Linked DNA regions of Rattus norvegicus: region 2 is linked to region 1. Evidence: chromatin contacts called from public Hi-C data. All regions are on one chromosome and are shown on one strand. The core of a region is the stretch at or near the end of the contact, and the rest is flanking DNA. Distances in the headings are between cores, read along the strand shown. Region 1 overlaps Garem1 (GRB2 associated regulator of MAPK1 subtype 1). Region 2 holds the start of Garem1 (GRB2 associated regulator of MAPK1 subtype 1).

Region 1 (2,700 bases), core at 189-2,688:
CGAAGTGTAAGCAGTAAGGAATGCATGGGACAAAGGGGAGAGAAGAGTAGGTCTATACTATCACCTCTCTTTAAATAAGCAGCGACAGAGGAGTCCTTTTCTAACAGCAGATTTACCAGTTATGATACCTAAGTCCTTCTGCCTGAAACAGTACTACGCCTAATTAAGTCAAGCCCCAGATTCTGTACTCCGAAAAGGCAAGCTGTAGCTAACACTTTAGAGATAAGAATTCTACAGAAGGGAAGTTTTAGAAAACAGCAGGTGGGTAGCTGTGGTTCTCACAGTTCTCTATAAGCCAGTGTGGTGGCCGGAGGGCAGTGTGGAATCCTTCAGGAAAGACTCAGATTTACAGGGGAAAGGAATTCACTGAAAACCCACTGAGCTACGGTGCGGTCAGAGCTGCCCAGGAAGCCTGATAGAGTCGTGTTGTTGCCCCTGCCACCTTGTGCTGGATACTCGCAATTGGCACCTTGTGCTGGATACTCGCAATTGGCACCTTGTGCTGGATACTCGCAATCAGTAAGACCACTCTTCCATCTGAGTGGTATCTATGACAGAGGTTCTCAACATGTGGGTCTGGGTCCCTTTAGGGGGGTCCGACACCCTTTCATAGGGGTTACACCAGATATCCTGCATCAGATATTTACATCAAGACCCATAACAGTAGGAAAATTATAGTTATGAAGTAGCAATAAAAACAATGTTATGTTGGGTATCACAACAACATGAGGATCCTATTAAAGGGCTGCTGCATTAGGAAGGTTGAGAACCACTGCTCTCCACACTGTGAGAAGATGCTCACACCACAAATGGTCCACAGACACCGAGACCCAAGTCCAGGCAGGTGTCACCCCAGACTCCACCGGGCATCAAGAGCAAAGCACCAGGCACATTCCTAGAGTTTCTCCCTTCAACTCTCAGGTTCTAATAGTTTATGAGGAAGTGATGACTCCATGTGGTACATGGGAGGTAGTGAGGAATGCTAGAAATAACCAGGGTCTTTCACAGACAGCTGAAGCTTACACAGTGGTTATTTACTTTGTATATGTCTGTGAGTGTGGTGTGTACACACAGGCCTGTGCTTATATGTGGGCACACATGATGCAGGCATGCATGCATATGTGCACATGCATGTGGAAGTCCCAGGCTGATGTTGACAGTGAGTCCCCCTCCGTTGCTGTCCACCTTATTAAGGCAGCAAAGCAGATGGCTCCATGGCTCACCAAAACTCCTAGTCTACACAGCTGGTCTCCTAGTCTACACAGCTGGTCTCCTAGTCTACACAGCTGGTTTGCTTTGGAGATTTCCCACACCTGAGCAGCATGAAAGTGAGATCTGGGGATCCAAGCTCTGGTCCTCACCCTTGACTGCTGTCCCTGCCAAGCCATCTCTCCAGCACTAACTGGTAGCTTTGTTATTAACAACATGACTGTGAGCAATTCCTCATGTTCTCTGAGCCGTGCTAAGGAGGCCACCATGACTGGAGGAGAGCGAAGATCAGAGCTTCAGTCTAGCAGCAGGTGGGCAGGAGGCTCTCCTGGGGCTCTGCTTTATCTTCTACCTCAGTCAGCCATCTCCCCTGTGACTGACTTAGTTCATGCTATGATTCCTTGTCCACTGCACTAAGGTGCAGTGATTACATTACCTTTCACTTTAACAAAAGTGTGATTTGTTCCCAGTGGAAAGTCCAACTGTGTGTAGTGTTATGTAGGGGGACAGAAGTTGGCACTGGGAGTCTTCCTTGATTCCTCTTCACTTACTGAACCTAGAGCTCACTGACTGGCTAAACTAGACAGCTGACCAGTGAGCCCCATCACCCATCCCCGGGCTATAGACTACTACTCCAGTGCCCAGTTTTCACATGTACAGGGATCAGATTCAGATCTCCATGCTTTCTAGGCAGCCATTTTACTGACTCAGCTGTCTTCCCTAACAATTTTATTTCAAATGGATAAATCAAGTTGAAGTTCAAATTTGAGAGATTTTCAGTGTCATTTAGTTTCAACTTTAGCCGAAGTGTCTCTTGAACTAAATTCCATGAGAAATAACTTGAAATGTGAATGAGTTGAATTTAAAATAAAGTCACCGCATAGAATTTACAGGAGAGGAACGGTCTTACGAACATGTCTAAGTTACATATTTGATGGCTTTAACGCCTTGCTCACATTTTAGTGACTTCCAAAAACTGTAACCCAGCCTTAAGAACAAAACCAAACAAAATATAAAGAAACAAAGTCTCACATAGATTTAAGGAAACATAGGTCAATGCTGAAAATAATGTTTCCAGCATCAATGCACAAATGGAATGAATTTTAATAGCCTCTGTACACAGAACAGGTTTTCATTACAATGTGGATGCCAAGTAATAGTGGAAGGTACCATGTTCCAGGTGAGCTGCTCTCCCAGACCACAGCTTGACAGCGCTCTACACCAGTGGCTTCCAAAAATACACAACGGACAAACAGAAACGGAAAGGGCACCGTCTATTAAAATGATGGAAACAGGCAAACACTTTAAAAATCAAATCAAATTTTATAGTCAGATAAAGGTCACGAGGAAATAAAGGTAGACAGGAAGTACACAGTATCCCCACTGAGATGCCACTCCTCGAAGCATAACCAGAAAATGAAACAGGATCAAAGGCATTTCTTTCTAAATATCCAAAACCAAAGCCTGGCAGCAGGATACCCAGAAGGAAGC
Region 2 (2,700 bases), core at 180-2,679, 45 kb after region 1:
AGCTCTCTGTCTATGTGCCTGCCTGCTACCGACCTGGTGCCCCACTACCCTGTACAGCAGACCAGACTTCTTCCTATCATCTGCAGTCCCATGAAGATAAACCTGATGAGGTTATAGTGCAAAAAGCCAGACGCAATTTAATCACCCCCGTTCAATGTCACAACTCTCAATTCAAAGGTGTCCACTTGACTGCCACTACATATTTGCTTGCAGATGTCACAGTGCAGAATAATCTGTGCGTGTGTGGTGGTGGTGGTGGGGGATTCTTGGTTGTTTTCTCGAGGTCAGTTTCAGGAAATACTGGCATTTCTTGGTTCAAAGCTCAGATTGCAAATCAATATGTTTTAGTGGCTTAATTTTTCTTTCTAAGCTGGGAGAGCACTAAGCTAATAATTAACCTTAAACATACCATCACTTCTGCTAAAGATATTTTCTGCACACAGCCCCAAATCACTCGTTGTTGGGTTAAACAGAATAGATGAGCTGTAAAAAGAGGTCGCCAAGAAACGAGATTCTTTTCATTGGGTCACCTGGGAGCTTTTTCTCTGAAATCTGCAGCTTCTGGGTAAACACAGAGAGGGCGGGTAGGAGAGAGCACCCCAAGCAAGATACCACCCAGAGTCCAATTATTTTCGTCAGAAAGTTGCCTAAGATAACTTCAAGATTCCCAGATTGAGTAATTCTTGCGTCCAAGATTACTATCTGTAGGTTTCCACGATGTAAGGAAGGTGTCCTTATTAACTGCACTGCAAGGGTTCTGATTTGCACCTCTCCCGGCGGCGACGGCTGCTGCTGGGGAGAGTGGAGAGCAACGCGCCAGAGCTGCGGCAGCCTCTTGGGCCAACTAGACGGCTAGGGGCGAGGACAGACCCTCCAACACCCCCCACCCCCACCACCGGTCCCACCCTTCCTGGCAACCGTGCGCCCCGCAGGCACTCACCGCTGTCCAGCCGCGCGATCTGGGGCAGCCGGTAGGTGCTGACCAGCAGGTCGAGCGGCATAGCCACTGGGCTCCACTTCACATCCTTGAGGCTGCAGCCCAACGAGGGCGACGGGTCCATCTTCCCCGCCTCCTCCGGCCCCGCGCTCCGGCGCCCGCGCCACCGCTGGCTGGCTGGGGACTCCGTACTCCCGCCGCGGGCAGCCGGACAGCGAGGCACAGCGGCGGGGACGCTGGCGCCCGGCTTCAGCAGCCACACCGAGGCATGGCTGGCGCCCCGCGCCCTCAAGCCAGGAGAGCACTACAGGCGGCCCGGCTAGCTGCGGCGGCTCCCGCTCCGCCTCCGTCTCCCTTGGCCCCGGCTCTGCAATTGCGGCGGCCAGCCGCTCGCCTCCTCCTCCTCGGCCCTCTCCTAGCCTCCGCCTCGAGCACAGTGTGAGGAGGAGCCGCGGGTCCGAAGAACGCCATAGCAGCGCTCCCGGCACTGACTAATCAACAAGGTGCAAGGGACGCCTGCGCAGCCCGCCCCGGCACCGCCCCCGCGCCCGCCTCCCCTTAGGAGGCTCCGCCTTCCTGGAGCATAGGCTCCACCTCCTCAAGGAGGCCTGGCCTCTTTAACTCGGTCCCCGCCCCACGACACTAGCTCTACCCCTCTGAAGCTCGGGCTCTGCTTCCCTGGAACTCGGGCTCCACCTTCACTAGCTCCGCCTCCCTCCCAGTAGGCTCGGCTTTCCACATATCCCGCCCCTACATGACCACACCTTCTCATAGCTCCTCCTTCCCACCATAGCCACGCCCCTTCGTTAATATTCTTCAGGCCCCGCCTCTCGAAGCCCCGCCCCCTGCAGGCTCCGCCTTCGCACATTTACTGGCTAGGCGCTCTGTCTCCCTTCGAGGCGGCTCCCGGGACTGCGGTACCCGCTCTGCTGCGCTCCGCAAGCTTTGGCTCTCGCTCCCCCGTCCGACCGCTCTGGCGCCCTGCAGCCTTTCTCGGCGCGTCCTTGCTAGAGCCGGAGGTGCAGCCCTCTTCGAGGTTGGCAGTGATGAACTCTGATGTTGCCTCTGGCAGCTGCCGGTTGTCCACCTTTTAGTGACCTGGACAGGGAGAGCATGCTGGAGGCCGCTGTGGAGCCAGCCTTCTGAGGTGCTTCCCACCCAACCCCACGACCCCACAGACCAACTGGAAGTTTCTGTGACCAGCCCAAGTGTGACTGCGAGGCAGGGTGCAAAAGGGCCCGAGACACAGAAAGATGAGGAGTGTCACCGTCCAGGAGACCACCCTTCTCCTACGCACAGTGGGAAAGGGCAGGGAGGTTTTGTTCTAAGAACCAGGGATAATTCCCCTTTCCTAAACATGCTACCAGAACTTTTGAGGATGTCACAAAATGGCCCATTTTTTTGGGAGGCAGTGCTAGCATTCAACCGACAGGTTATTTTCTATAATACTGATGTCCACAGTTTTGAAATAGGGTTTGGTTGTTGCTAGCAGATCTCAGATAACAGAAGGGAGTGTGCGAGGTTCCTATTTTTCAGACACGCATCCGTCTTGTGTGTTGATTTTTTTTTTCACATGAAGTTAAACTATTGACATGAGCAGTTGATGAAGGGAACATGTTCCATCAATACATTTTCAGTATTCAGTGCTCGGTGCCCACGGGCCCTGAAAAGATCCCATTGCCTCGTAAAAGGTTAGCTTAAGATATATCTTCCCATAAGCAAGCTAGTGCGTGAGCTTTTGAGGAAAAACAAGAGACTTCCTC

The links. A called contact is a pair of places that touch in the nucleus more often than the background predicts.
Region 2: a contact with region 1 is called in a Hi-C map of kidney, with 1.6 times the contacts expected there. The contact joins the promoter of Garem1 here to the enhancer-like site in region 1. A contact is called at or near these places in 2 of 12 Hi-C or Micro-C datasets (kidney and liver).

What each region holds. Positions count from the first base shown.
Region 1 is chr18:12,813,778-12,816,477 of GRCr8, forward strand. All of the region lies in intron 1 of Garem1 (GRB2 associated regulator of MAPK1 subtype 1), which reads right to left. Among named protein-coding and RNA genes, the nearest start is that of Garem1, 45 kb to the right of the region's middle. Within about 2 kb of position 1,439, at least 2 of the 93 cell types and tissues checked have an H3K27ac peak or open chromatin away from gene starts, as enhancers often do. A contact at or near this core is called in kidney, where this site is marked.
Region 2 is chr18:12,858,790-12,861,489 of GRCr8, forward strand. Garem1 (GRB2 associated regulator of MAPK1 subtype 1) reads right to left here and starts at 1,430. Exons shown (of 6, transcript NM_001427249.1): 1 at 941-1,430. The coding sequence starts at 1,061.